3 separate regions of the Rattus norvegicus genome follow, and all the other regions are linked to region 1. The links are chromatin contacts, called in public Hi-C maps. All regions are on one chromosome and are shown on one strand. The core of a region is the stretch at or near the end of the contact, and the rest is flanking DNA. Distances in the headings are between cores, read along the strand shown.

The links. Hi-C and Micro-C count contacts between places; a contact is called where the count stands out from the background.
Region 2: a contact with region 1 is called in a Hi-C map of the A7r5 cell line, with 4 times the contacts expected there. The contact joins the enhancer-like site here to the promoter of Egln3 in region 1. A contact is called at or near these places in 5 of 12 Hi-C or Micro-C datasets (the A7r5 cell line, Schwann cells, kidney and 2 more).
Region 3: a contact with region 1 is called in a Hi-C map of mammary epithelial cells, with 2.2 times the contacts expected there. The contact joins the enhancer-like site here to the promoter of Egln3 in region 1. A contact is called at or near these places in 3 of 12 Hi-C or Micro-C datasets (the A7r5 cell line, frontal cortex and mammary epithelial cells).

What each region holds. Positions count from the first base shown.
Region 1 is chr6:77,408,142-77,412,901 of GRCr8, reverse strand. Egln3 (egl-9 family hypoxia-inducible factor 3) reads left to right here and starts at 1,887. Exons shown (of 5, transcript NM_019371.2): 1 at 1,887-2,777. The coding sequence starts at 2,073.
Region 2 is chr6:77,301,917-77,306,676 of GRCr8, reverse strand. No RefSeq gene overlaps it. Among named protein-coding and RNA genes, the nearest start is that of Egln3, 110 kb to the left of the region's middle. Within about 2 kb of position 2,171, at least 2 of the 93 cell types and tissues checked have an H3K27ac peak or open chromatin away from gene starts, as enhancers often do.
Region 3 is chr6:77,518,102-77,522,861 of GRCr8, reverse strand. No RefSeq gene overlaps it. Among named protein-coding and RNA genes, the nearest start is that of Trnaa-agc62, 91 kb to the right of the region's middle. Within about 2 kb of position 2,616, at least 16 of the 93 cell types and tissues checked have an H3K27ac peak or open chromatin away from gene starts, as enhancers often do.

The DNA of each region.
Region 1 (4,760 bases), core at 638-3,137:
AAACCACCACAATGACTGTTTCAGGTACAATGTGAGATCAATGAAAAGCTGACTAATATTCATCCTAAAGTGACTCGGGTTAATGGACAAATATCTGAAATAAGTAGACAAAACTTGGATTTTTCCCTTCTGGTGCTCAGCCTCAGAGCCTGTCTGTGCCCTCTATATAATCATGAACTTTGGTTTCTACCAGCCACAGTATGTCTGACTTCCCTACCACACTCAGTGCTGGCAACCCTGAGTTGAGTGGCAGGTCTGTGGTTGATTAGTAAATGCCCTTCAGGTAGGGATGGTGCTACAGGATAGACTCCCTTCCTAATCGGCACAAGTTTTGGATCTAAAGTCATCAAGAACAGCATCAGGCTTGAAAGAACAGTAGTTCTAGCTGTGACTACACTAGAAGCCACTGTGCTCTAAAATTATGGAAATATTATTTAAATATTAAGTTAATATTTCCACAGCTGCCTATCCCAAGGTGTCCCTGCAGATAGATTTCAAGAGGGTCAGAGTGGCTCCCAGAGACATGGGGGTTCAGATAACAGTAGGGAAACGGCCTTTCATTCTTTGGAACTCATTTCCATTCTCTTCCCAATGAAGATAAATTACTCTCCAGCCTTGGCTTTGTTTGCCACTACTGACATGGGACTAAGAGAGCTGTCCTGCAGAAGTTCTCACTGTCCCCCTCCAGTGGCCGTTGAGGTCTTAGACCTCTGCTCGATACTGTCCCAGTGAATAGATACCCTGGGAGGCTCCTCAGTACCTCTTGCAAAGGGTCCTGTCCTGCTGGCTTCCTGTCTAAAATCCCAGACGGTGTTTGCGGGGCCTAGGTTCAGATATCAGTGTCTCAGGAAACTATTTTCCAACCATCTATCATGTGCTGGCATCAATGTTCCAAGGACACTGGTTTCTATCATCCTAGTGCTGCTGTGGGCTTTTGGACAGTTTCTTGAAGTTAGGGCAATTTGAGCCTTTACCCGAAGGAAAGACACCTCCTCCTGGAAGAGGCCAGCTGAGCACAGACAGGGCCCCTGTTCTCCATAGAGCTAGCTAGGTTTCTTCAAAGCTTCTTACACCCTCCATGGTTGACTGCCACTCCCCAAGGACCTGTTTGTCCTCACCAACTACAATAGAGGCTTCTTCCCAGTCTGTCAGCAGAGGGGCCATTGTTTTGGGGAAGAGAATAAAACCAAAAAAGGCTGTCCATAATAAATGATGCTCGAAAGACCCGTTTAGTTTTTCTTTTGACTTAAATGAAAATCCAAATGTGTAAAGATGTGAACTGACTCCCTCCCTCCTCCTCCTCTTCTTCTCTTTCTCTCTCTCTCTCTCTCTCTCTCTCTCTCTCTCTCTCTCTCTCCCTCTCTCTCACTTGGAAGGAAAGGGCATAAGAAATCTGTGTAGACACCAGCTTACAGGTAGATATTTAAGCCTTTTACATAGAGTCTAGTGCTCCCTTACAAGTCCAGTTGCTGTGGTAAAAGCCAGAGAGACCTGGAACAGTGTTTCTTTTGGGGAGCACACGATTGATTTTGAGGGAGAATTTCAGAACCTTTTAGTAAAAAACTTGAGTATGAACATCTCCCACAGGGCGAAATACAAAAGTCTGCAGAATTTGGCAACACTGTCCCTTCCCGGAGTGCCTCCCTATCTCCCTGTCCTCCACCCCCTCCTCAGAGATACACACCAGCCTGGCACACCGGGTGGGAGAAGGTCAAGGGGATTGTTTGTTAATGGATCAGTCAGTTTTGGTTAAAACAGAAGAGGAAAGGAGAGGAAGGAAAGACATCAGATAGGTCTTAGACCTCAATGTTTAAGAAATAAAGTCACCAGAGAGGTGACTAGCCCAGAAAGTGGCAAAAAACTGTTCATGTGAATCTCAGACTTGAGATCCAGGTTTTCAAGTTTGTTAGGGGATTTAATGCAAATCAATATGCAAACAGAGAGCATTGAAAAAAAAATCCAGTCCTTTCTCCGGTCACACACAGGTTAGCTAATGTGGAGCTCGCCCAGATGCTCTGCAGCACCAGCTCAAGGGGAAGGGCCAGGAGGAGGGCAGTCCCGGGGGCGGGACCATGACGTTGAGGTCAAGGCGGGGCTTCCTCTCGTTCCTCCCCGGGCTGCGGCCGCCGCGGCGGTGGCTCCGCATCTCCAAAAGGGGCCCTCCGACTTCTCACTGGGCCAGTCCGGCGCTGGGTGGCAGAACTCTACACTACTCCTGCCGGTCTCAGAGCGGGACTCCCTTCTCTTCAGAGTTTCAAGCAACTTTCCCCGCCTTTGCAGCTAAAGTGGCTCGGGGACCGTGGCTGCCGCAGGTGGTAGAGCCCCCGGCCCGGCTCTCTGCATCTCCGCTGTGCGTTCGCTCTGGGCAAGCCCTCGGTGCGTGCACCCTGGGGGTCCCCCGCCTCGGCTCTGTGAGCGAGATGCCTCTGGGACACATCATGAGGCTGGATCTGGAGAAGATCGCCCTGGAGTACATCGTGCCCTGTCTGCACGAGGTCGGCTTCTGCTACCTGGACAACTTCCTAGGCGAGGTGGTGGGCGACTGCGTACTGGAGCGAGTCAAGCAGCTGCATTACAACGGGGCCCTGCGTGACGGCCAGCTGGCGGGGCCCCGCGCCGGCGTCTCCAAGCGGCACCTGCGAGGCGACCAGATCACGTGGATCGGGGGCAACGAGGAGGGCTGCGAGGCCATCAACTTCCTCCTGTCCCTCATCGACAGGCTGGTCCTGTACTGCGGGAGCCGCCTGGGCAAATACTATGTCAAGGAGCGGTCCAAGGTAGGATGCGTGCGTGTGCCCAGCCGCAGCTGCGCCGCAGGGGACGGGAAGCCTTCGTTCGGAGTGTTGTGTCACCTTGGCTGGGCTGCATCGAACTTTGATTTTTAACCAAGAAGTCAGCTTGCCTTATCTGCCTTACTTGCGTCCCCTCCACCTCCCGGCCTAACTCCTTAAGCAAAAGTCCACGTTAAGGGGCTCAGGTGTCTCGTGATGATGAGCTTCTGCTGACTCTGAAAGAATTGCTCTGGTTTTGGTGATGACCTCAAGGACTACTGGCTGGTGGAGGGAAAAGATATTCCAAACACTGCGACACGCGTGTCCATGATCTGAAGTGCCTGCTTTAAAGCCCTCCGGTACTGCCCTCCACAGTAGCTCACAGAGGCACTCTTAACTCTACTAGAGGCAAGTGTAATTTTTGCCTTGTGTCAGTTGGCTTGTAGAGTTAGGTAGGGTGGAAGGGAAGAGTTTAATGCGAAAAGGTTAAGTAAGACTCCACTTTTGCGCGCAGCCTTTGAGCCCCGGGGCCCAGAATTCTTAGACTCCTCTGCCCTAGTGAAAATTCTCTCCTGTGCCGAGCCCCACGCATCGCCTTTTCCTATAAACTCATGGCAAAGTCCACTCAGACAATCTGATAAGGTTCATGAAGAGAGTGGAGAAGTACCTCTGGGTAGAAAGCTTGCTTTTGCTCACGTAGCCAGTAATGCGGCAGTGGATGGTGATGATTTATCTTGAAAACATTTACAGGTAGATTGGCAGGTAGGCCAGTAGGAGGTGGAGGAGTTGAGACGGTGCATGTAACGTTTCTTTGGGTTAGTCTCTCTCCTGACCATGTCTTCCAATAAGGATAGTCAAACCCTCTCTCCAGGAGCAATTCAGAGAACTTTGCCCATCTGTTGTTGCTGGTCAAGGGACTCTCAGAATCATGAAAACTTCTTCTGGTGCCCAGCAAGGTAGAACATGGCAGCTGAGGAGCATTGACCCACGTAGAGTAGGGAGCTGCAGGCCACTTTCAGACTCGGAGGATGTGAAGGGACTCCGTCGCGCGTCCTCATGAATAGATCCGAAGAAACTCTGAGAGAAAGTGTTGATCTCTAAGTGTTAGTTTGATTTGGAGGTAGTGCAGAGTTACCTGAATTCTGTTAGAGAGTGATAGTAGGGTGTTTTTTTTCCCTTCTATCAGTTTGGTGGTAGACTGGATCATCTGTGTTTTCATCAGGAGTGTTTCTGCACTAAATAAGCTCGCTGATAACCCTGGGCTTCACCTCTGTACTGGTAAGCACTTTCGTGGCTTTGACCTGAAAGGCCAAATGACACTATCAGTTTGGTAAAGTTTCTTCCAAGCTTAGCTGTTAAAGAATTTCCCCCGAGAGGTTTAGGAATAATGTTTCCTCTCTGAGGGAGATTAGAATTGATGGTAAGTCGGGTCCCTAACGTAGTTTATTATTTAGCTTTGACTTAGTGGATGACAGGAGGACCCTGAGCTAGAATTTAATTCAAAGGGAATGGGAAAAGTACTTAGTCATCCAGGGTGAGGAGAGCAAGCTCCGTAGATCCCAGGGTGAACCAAGTAACTTTTTAGCTAGCTGTGAGAATCTGTCCTACCCACCGAAGAGGCATCTTGTCTTATCCAGGCTCTGGCTGTCTTGACTGTTCCTGGCACAAAGCTCTCCTTCACACCCTTCACAAAGTCCACTTCTAGATTGGTCTATTTCCTGGCTAATTAGGACCAAAACTAAAACAACAACAACAAAAAACCAAGTTTCAACAAACAACTATTATAGTTTTTTTTTTTTTAATGTAAAACTTTGATTCACTTCTGTAAGGACGCCCATGGCCTCGGGTCCCTTACTTGGAGTTTACTGGTGATACAGTCATTGTCAAGGCACATCCTGTCTATAGGGGCTACCCTTGCTTCCTTTCGCTTGGCCTGTTTTCTTTCTTACATGCCTTTCCTCCCTCGGTGTCCTTTATTCTGTACTGCTT
Region 2 (4,760 bases), core at 922-3,421, 110 kb after region 1:
CACAAAAATCATGACCAAGAAGCAAGCTGGGGAGGAAAGCGTTTATTCAGCTTACACTTCCACATTGCTGTTCATCACCAAAGGAAGTCAGGACTGGAACTCAAGCAGGTCAGGAAGCAGGAGCTGATGCAGAGGCCATGGAGGGATGTTACTTACTGACTTGCTTCCCCTGATTTGCTCAGCTTGCTCTCTTATAGAATCCAGGACTACCAGCCCAGGGACGGCACCACCCACAATGGGCTGGGTCCTACCACCCTTGATCACTAGTTGAGAAAATGCCTTACAGCTGGATCTCATGGAGGCATTTCCTCAAGGGAGGCTCCTTTCTCTCTGATAACTCCAGCTTAAGTTGATATACAAAACCAGTCAGTACAGTGGGTGAGGTTTGAACTCTGATCCTCATGCTTATGTGACTGAGTCATCTCCCCAGACCCAGTATTTGTCTTTTCTTACCTGTAGCTGTGATTTGATATAAATCTAACATTTGCCTTGATTTCATACATTCTTTAGATTTTTGAGCCATAATCTCCAGATTTTAATTTTTTCTTTTATTTTTATTTATTTATTTATTTATTTATTTATTTTTGGTCTAATCAGCTATCACTAAGAGGGCAAGGTCATGTGGCACAAACCACATGTTGTAGCTCCTTCACTTAGCTTGCAGGCAGGCTGCATTCATTCTCTGGAAAGAGTAAGCAAAAGTAAGTGGAATTTACCTCTGCATCCTTACTTACTCCCTATGGTCATTTACAGTATTATGTAAGAGATATTTCATTTGCAATATTGTAGAACACGCATCAAATAAACTCCAGCCCAGTCAGTTGTGCCTCAGCTTCTCTGTCACCTTCGATTCCTGGGTCTTGTCTGAATTGATGCAGCCATGACTGAGTAGGTACCACTCATAGTAGCTAAGGGGCATATAAGAAGACAACCTGTTTCTGCTGTTTACAGAGGCAATGACCGGGAGGCTAACAGCTATCCCACCATGTAGTGAGCAGTATAGGGGAAGCCTGCAGCCTTCGAACAATAAGCATACAGATGAGAAGGAATTACGCTCTAAGAAGGGCAGTGGAAGGGTCTAGTGGACAGTAGTTCCTGGGGGAACACATAGAACATGGGAACAGTTCACAAAACCCTCAGATCTGTGCCAGGTGCTTTATGCTTTGCTGTGTTCAAGTTTAGGAAGTAGGAGAGGATATAAACCCAGAATGAACTTTTTGATGGCAATGTGGATGGTTTGGGGGATCACCAGAATGGGGAACCAAGTAGCAAGCTATTGCTTTAGTGACAGGGATGGCGAGGGCTTGGCCTTGGCAGTGGGAGGGTCTATGGGAGGAGAGCTAGGACCAATTGGTGCAAATGGGGAGGGACAGAGTTGTCACTGTGGTGTGAGATTCCTCATTGGTCTGTGTTGGCAGTGTCCCTCTTTGATGAAGGGCTCAAAGAAAGGCCAAGGCTTGTTTTAGGTAAAAGATAATTAGCTCCATTTGTGGCAAGGAAGTGAAGAGATATGAGGCTTTGGTAATCAGGAGACCAATGTCTATGATTACTTGCAAAGGGCCCAGGCCTAGAACCAGCCCCATAGGTAGCTAGAACGTGTGTCCCTTGCATCTGGACTCCTGAGTCTCATATGTCTGGAGCCCTGGCTTGTTGTTGCTGGTTACCCACTAGGTCTCTGGCTATTTCACGGTGGCTGCTACCCTGCACACCTACTCTTGATGTCTCAGGAGTAATTGACTGGTGTTTCCTCCTCCTAAAGGCCCTGGTACTCCCTGAGCACTGCATATCTTAGATTAGCATATGCTAACCCTGCTGCTGACAGTCTCTATGGGTCCTTCAGCCTGTGGCCTCAGCCTTGAGCTGAGAACAGCTCAGAAATCCCTTTCCGACCTGTGGGGGACTTTCTAGAAGCCAGTCTTTGTAGCTGACATTCACCTTGCCTGGTCTGGAGGAGAGGGTGAAACGATTTGACTTTTAAATAAATAAATACATAAAAAAAGGTTCAGGCCTCTCTGTAGTTAGCAGGTTGGGAATTTTCTGTAGCCACTTACGGAAGAGAAGAAAGCTTTCAGATTAGCAACTTCTGTCTTTCAGAAGGCAAACAGAGGTGAGAGTCTCAATAAATCAAACATGAAGGTGTTGCCCCCAAGTGGCACAAAAGAGATTAGAGTCCAACTATCAGTTTCTATTAATGGCTCTTGAAGGCTTATGGAAGTAGGGTTGTTTTTAAAGGACACTGGCGAATTGCTGAGTTTGCAATTGGGTGGGGGTGGAGTCGTCTTTATGGTTATTTTTACGTTAGTGGTTGTTCCTATCCCAAGCCGGTGTGGCCCCACCTCTGCTACCGGCACCTGTTTTCAGCCCCTGCCCCACCACCCCTAGGCACCATTCTGTGGGTGTTTATCTGGAGTCAGATCCAGAGCAACTTGGGCTGCCTTATTTTTACTTATCCTGTGTCGACCTGCACATCTTCTCACATTGCCTTTCTGGGCAATGTCCTAGACCTTCGTCTTATGCTCTTTGGAAGGCAGAGTGCTAGTCTTAGTTCGTTTGGGTGAACTTGGCTAAGACTCCCCCCTCCCTTTTTTTTTCAAGACAAAATCTCTCTGTGTAGTCCTGGCTGTCCTGAAGCTCGCTTTGTAGACCAGGCTGACCCTGAACTCTCAGAGGTTCGCCTGTCTTTACTAGGCTTTACCGTGCACCACCACACCTGGCTCCCCACCCAAGCTCTTTTAAAGTTTTATTGTTGTTGTTGTGCTTCTCAATTCTTTGGCCCTGGATGGATCCCCAATCCATACAGTAATGGAGGTGGCTACACATTGGCAAAGTATGAGCCACTCTAGGAGGCATGTCATCCTGCCTGCTTCCTTTTATCCTCACATTTTCCACTGTGAGAGAAACCCATGTGTGTTGGCTAGTTTTATGTCGTCTTGACACAAGCTAGGGTCACTGAGGAAGAGGGAATCTCAATCGAGAAAATGCTTCCATAAAGTCTAACTGTAGGCCATTTTCTTATTCAGTGATTGATGGGGGAGGGCCCATTCCACTGTGGGTCGGACCACCCTTGGGGTGGAGGTCTTGGGTTTTATAAGAAAGGCTGAGCAAACCATGTTAAGTAAGCTACTAAACAACACCCCTGCATGGTTTCTGCCTCATCTAGGAACTCTAGGTTCCAACCCTGTTTGAGTTCCTATCCGGATTTCCTTCAGTGATGTAGAAGTATAAGTCAAATAAACCCTTGTGGTATGTGTTTCGGGGTCCAACTGTGGTTCCACATCCTTCACTTCCTCTAAGGATGCCCAGATGCCACTTCATACCAGGCTAGAAGTGATGTCCAAAGGGGATGGGGTTCTGTGGGATCCCAGGCCATCTGGGAGTGAGTGGGGGAGGGTGTGTGTGTGTGTGTGTGTGTGTGTGTGTGTGTGTGTGTGTGTGCGCGCGCGCGCGCGCGCGCAAGAATCTAGACTGCTTCTCTGAGGATGTTAGTGTTACAGACAAAGGCCTTCTCCCAAACATCTCTCTGAGACAATCTTAGCTTGTGTGCACACATTTATTTGGGGTGGCTTGTGTGAATACATTTTATGGGGGTGAACCAGGGCTATCTACAGACTTTGGAGAGTGGGAAAGGGTCTTCAGGTTAAATGAACATCGTTGGTTAGAGTTTAATGTTCTGTAAATGTCTCACATGCATGGAGAAGCATTCCAGGAATCCCAGGTAACTTGCTGGGCAGATCTTATTGGGAAAAGAGGAAGAGGGTGCGGTGTGGAGGAAGGGAAAAGAGGAAGTTGAAAGTGTAGGTCTGCCAAGGACTGACTGACCTTCCCCAGCTGGAGGGTGTGGGGTTTTTGGCTCCCAAACAAGTTCAGAGAAGGAAAAGCCCTTCTGGTAAAGGGAGTCCTCCCTCAGCTAAGCTCAAAGCTCCATTCAAGGTGGAACTCTACATTAATTAGTAGGCAAACCCTTTTCTCCCCGGGTTGCTTTGGTCATGGTGTTTCATCATAGCAACAGTAACCCTAAGAAGCATGTGTGCTGCAAAGTTTTAGATCAACTGAGGGGAAGGAACCTCAGTTGAGAAAATGATTCTGTAACTTCTGAGTAGAGGGCATTTTCTTAATTGATGATTGATAGAGGAGGGACCAGTCCATGGTGGGTGGTACCATCCCTAAGGTAGTGGTCCTGGGTTCTATAGGACAACAGACTGGGAAAGCTAGGGTCAACCATAACCAGCACCCTTCTATGGCCTTTGTATCAGCTGCTGCCTCGTTTGTATCAGGTTCCTGCCCTGCTTGGGTCCCTGTCCTGACTTCCTTCAGAGATGGATTATGGTGTGGAAGTGTGAGCTGAATAAACGCTTTCCTCCACAACTTGCTTTTGGTTGTGGTGTTCTATCACAGCAGTAGTAGCCCTAAAGAGGATACTGTGGCTGACGTGCGGACCATGGCATGGTATACAGGACAGGTCTTACTGCCCCAGCAGGCAGCCGTGTCTCACATGGTGCCAAGAGACATCTCTCCTCTCCTCCCTTTAGGTCCAAGGGGGAACTCTGATGCAAGAGCAGTTCCTTCGGTGTCTTTGTAAGCTGGTTCTTTGTGAAAACTTCCCGAATGCCATCCCCACCCCCAAGATGGGAACAAAGAGAGATACTCTTCGCCATGTAAGTTGTACTTTCAATTCCACTTTCACACAAAATGGATCCCAACCAGGCTAAGGGAGTAGAAATGTTTTGATTGTGAATAGAACCGTCAGAAAAACTTCATCC
Region 3 (4,760 bases), core at 1,367-3,866, 110 kb before region 1:
GTGCCAAGTTGACACACAAAACCAGCCAGTACAACATCCTAAGTTTAATTTTACATGACCCCAGAGTGGAGATTTTGTTCACTCGATTGACTCTCAGGGGGAACAATACCCCAAGAAGTGTTCCCAGCAGAGGCCGGAGAGCTGTGGGCATCCCAGCTATGGGCTGCTCCACTTTTCATTTCCTGTGGCACCATTTTGTCAGTGCACAACACAGTAGCTCACACAATTTTCAGTACCGTGAGTGCCTCACTCGAGGCCTGTGCTCCAGGCCTACACCCTTATGCATTTGCCATAGCGCTTACCCTTGGAAGTATAATTATTTTTAACTTGAATATGCAGAAAAGTCTAAATGAAAACATAATGATTACTCATATTCCTGCAGCCCACAGTTAGCCAATGTTGACATGCTTGCTCCTAGGATTGATCTGTGCCTTAAAACAGAACGAGCTACCCAATATGCAAGTACATTCTGTGAAGTGATTGTTGGAGTGGGGAAGAAAGCTAAGTTGTCAGGACATCATGACACATGTACTACCTCTTTCTCCATTCAGAAATAGCTATAAGTAAGTGTGCATTCTCTCAGTATTAAAAATATTCACATATGCAAAATATATGAACTCTTCCTGTCTGTATCATCTTTTCTGAGATGATATCATCTTACATATGTCACTTTGCATCTTGCTGTTTTATTCAATGTATTTTTGGAAACACTGTATCCACATAAACAGAACCCAGGACCACCAGCCAGAAATTAGTTACAAGTTAGTTCTTGTAAGAGCTGTAATGGTGAATGCCTATCCCATATACAACTTAGACACGGGTGCATTTGAATGTCTGTTATTTTGCTATTAGGAACAGTACTAAGCCAGCCACACGTCTCCCCAGGATTCCCAGCCCCGTAGAGCCCAGGGGAGCTGTTATCCACATGTGACTGAGCCTGCTCTGCTGTGTCTGATGGCTTGTGCCTTCATGTCCTGTATTCATGCTTGTAACAATATTTATCAAATGTCTACTGGCCACTTTTTTTTTTCTGGTGCTTTGCTTGTGTTGATATACAAAGACTTAGGTGTCTGACGAGTCCTAAAACATAAACACTGATTTCACCACTCGTGTTTTTTGAAAGGGGAAAATAGAAATGCTGGTCGTCTATTGGCTAAGGTCACATAGAATCTGGACAGTCCAGCCACTGGGTGCTGAGCCTAAGCCTACCTTATGTTTAACTCAATGTGCTTAGCGGCTGCACTCAGCCACGAACTCTGAAGCTGGGACCTTGGGGTCCTTCTTTTTGCATTACCTGCACCCAGACAGTGCTTTCACTCTGGGGTCCATATTGCTGTTAACCACTTTGCTTTTTATTCCATGTCCCTTCTCTCTTTCCCCTCCTCCCTATATTTCTTTCCCTCTAAAAGCATTTTCTGTCTCTGATACCTCTGCTTCTCTCACAGGTTTTGAAAAAGTAGCGTTTTGGGCTGGTGAGATGGTTCAGCTATTTACTGCCAAATGTAAGACCTGAGTTCAATACCAAGAATAGAAGGAGACGATTGTGTCTAGGAGTTGTCCTCTCACCTCCACAAGACAGCCGAGCCACTCCGTGTGTGTGTGTGTGTGTGTGTGTGTGTGTGTGTGTGTGTGTGTACACACAAATAGATATAGGAAAGAAAAGAAAAGAAGTGACATTAGCCCAGGAGTGATGGTGCACATCTTTAATCCTGGCACCCAGAAGTCAGAGGCAGATGGATCTTTATGAATTCAAGGCCAGCCTGATCGGCATAGTGAGTTCCAGGACAGCCAGGGCTATGTAGAGAGGCCCTGTCTTAAACTCAACAAACTAAACAATAAACAAACAAACAAATAAAACAACAAGAGAAAGAAAGAAAAGGGAGTGAAATTTGCACATCACAAGTGTATAAAGAAAAAAAACCCCAAAAAATCAAAAAACAAAAACAAAAAAAAAGGAAAACAAGACAAAACAAAACCAAGTGTCTAAAGAAAAAAGCCCTTCTATAATGTGCCCTAACTTGGGGAGAAGTACTTGGAAGAGTAAAGGAGGTTTGACATTCTTTTGTGCCCTCGGGAGACCCAGACTTTCAACCCTGTAGGTTCAGAACCTAACTGTTGCATTCACACTTTCAGCGGCGAAGAGTGCTTCTAATTCTGTCTTTCAGCCGTCAGGCACGTAGGCAATTTCCTTTTATAAAGTTGGTGGTTAGAACTAAACAGGTGCAAGTTACTGGAAATGCAAACCATTCCCCACACGAAGGGAGGTGCGGTTGATAAGGGGCTCCCCGCCCCCTTTCCAAAGTTACCCCAATCAACAACCAGGCTCCCTGGGTCTTGACCCCTACATCATCCCCTCCCTCTCCCGGTATCCCTGTCACGGAGCTAGCCAGCCCAGGCTGCGTGCTGTACAAAGGAAACATCAGGGGCCAGGAGAAAGTCAAGATCACGCTGAGGAAAACTATCCCTCAGGCTCATCTCTGCCCTTATCCTCCTGCCTCTCTTTCTGTGAAGACGAACCCACGTAGTGTCTTGGGGCTGGGGATCCCTCTGGACGTGTGGAACCTGCAGGCAGGCTAGGCTAGGCGGTCCCCTCTCGGGAGGTGGGCAGGGTTCACGGTGAGGATGGCGCTGACTCACGCTTTCGCTACGTGAGCCTTGGTGGCGGGCTGGGCCGGGCGGGACCAGGACTGAGTCGTGCCTTGTGCCTGGCTACCTGCCCGCAGCTCACCCCGAGGGACTTAACCCTGGCCTTGGTGCAGCCCCACCCTAATAGCCCTGTGGATGGCTTCACAGTGGGAGCTGATCTTTGGTCCCAGGTGACAGCTAGGCAGGAGCAGTCGGGTTTCTGTACTTTGCATGTCCCTCGAGCCTCTTCTTGGTCTCTTGGGAGTCCACAGAAGCCACTGAACTTGCCCCTGGTTTCTTTCTTTTATAGCCTCTTATCTAAGTGAAGATGCTTCAGAATTACTGTAGGTTTTTGTTGCTTTCAAAATCTCTCGGTCTCTAAGCAACCCAATGCTGTAAAAAGGACAGGCTTCCTCCGTCCATTTACTGTGAGGAGCTCAAGATCCGCCCTTGTTCAAAGTTTTGTCAATTGACAGAAAAGAGAACTCCCCCACCCAGCAGAGGACAGAGCTCTTGACATTAATATAACCTTCTTTAACAACAAGCCCCATTCTCCTGTATCAGTGGAAAGTCAAGTGACAGAGAAAGGGGAAGCCAAGTGTATTGGTGCAGGCCTGAATCAGAAGCATCAGAAGTCAAGGTCATTCTTAGCTACCACCATGGCTAAGTAGCCAGTTCAAGGCCAGCACAAGCTGGCTACCAGAGTCCTAGTCTCAACAGCCTTCCCACTCTGCCAAAGCAGAGTGGGGATTCTAATTGTGTCAAATCACCCCACTCTTTCTTTAGTGCTGCCCTTTCTGGTACAATTAAAGGGACAATAGTGTTTGCAGGGGGACTAGGTAGGTCTTTGGGTATGGTGGGGAACACTGACTTTCATCTCTAAGTCCATCAGTGATCCCTGAACTTGTAACAGAAACAGGAGAGCCTAAGGCCCCTGAGTGGCACCTTCCAATACCGCACTTGTCTGGGGCCTCAGTAAGGCTGCAAATGGCGTTTCTGTCGCCTCCGTGGCCATGGACATGAGATGGAATATTCTTTTCCTTGTCTAGGATATCTCGGTAGGGAGAATGCCAGTCATCGCTTCCTTCAGGAAAGCCTGCTTTGCTCTTTGTTCATCATGGGAAACCATGGAGACCACAGTTTATATGAAACCAGTAGAGACAAACAAGCAAACAAAAATTCTGAAATGAATGTTGGGTTGTGACAGTGGGTGGCAGCTCACAGCTTTAATCCGAGCACTCCAGAGGCAGAGGCAGGCAGATCTCTGAGTTCAAGGGCAGCCTAGTCTACATTGGAATTCCAGAACAGCCAGGGCTATAACAGAGAAACCTGTCTCCAAAACAAAACCAACCAACCAACCAACCAACCAACCAACCAACCAAACAACAAACAAACAAACAAACAAAACCATCAACAAAACCCCAAACAAAGAAAAGAAAACCACAAGTGAAGGCGGTGGAAATTCTGCTTAGGCAGGGTTCTGGGTTACAGGATCTTGACCATGTACATGGAACTGTGCCTTTCATTTTGCTTATGATGTAGGCTAGGTTTTGTTCTGGTTTCTGTATTGTTTTAGAAAAGGGGATTTTCCCAAACACTTCCTAGAGGAAAAGATTAATACATATCTCATAAAAAAAAAAAAAAAGTAAAATACCCAGAATAGGAAGACAGAAGTCCTTAAACACAATGTGCTATTTCTGGTATATTCTAGGTGTTTAATAAGTTAATTGAATATACTTGAGAGGACTATGCAACATCGCACTGATAAACCCTTCGCTTCACTTTGACATGTTTTCAGTAGTTCTGCTACAGCTGAATGTTACATTGTTTCTACTTTTTGTCTAAGTAATATTTTCTTAAGGGTCTTTACATGTAAATATTTGGTCACTTGGTTAATGATTTGCATAGCTGCAATTTTAAGATCAAATGGCCTAAATGGTTTTGGGATTAGATCACGCTGCTAGGCATAGTCAGTCTCCATGCCCCAGGGAATGAATCTGTGTTCTACCTCTGACACCCAGCACCCAGCACCTAGCACCCAGCACCTAGCACCCAGTACCTGCTTTTAATTGAATGTTGCTGAATGAGAAGGATGGGTTTGGTTTTTCCCTTAAGGCATAAGTTAACTTGGAAAC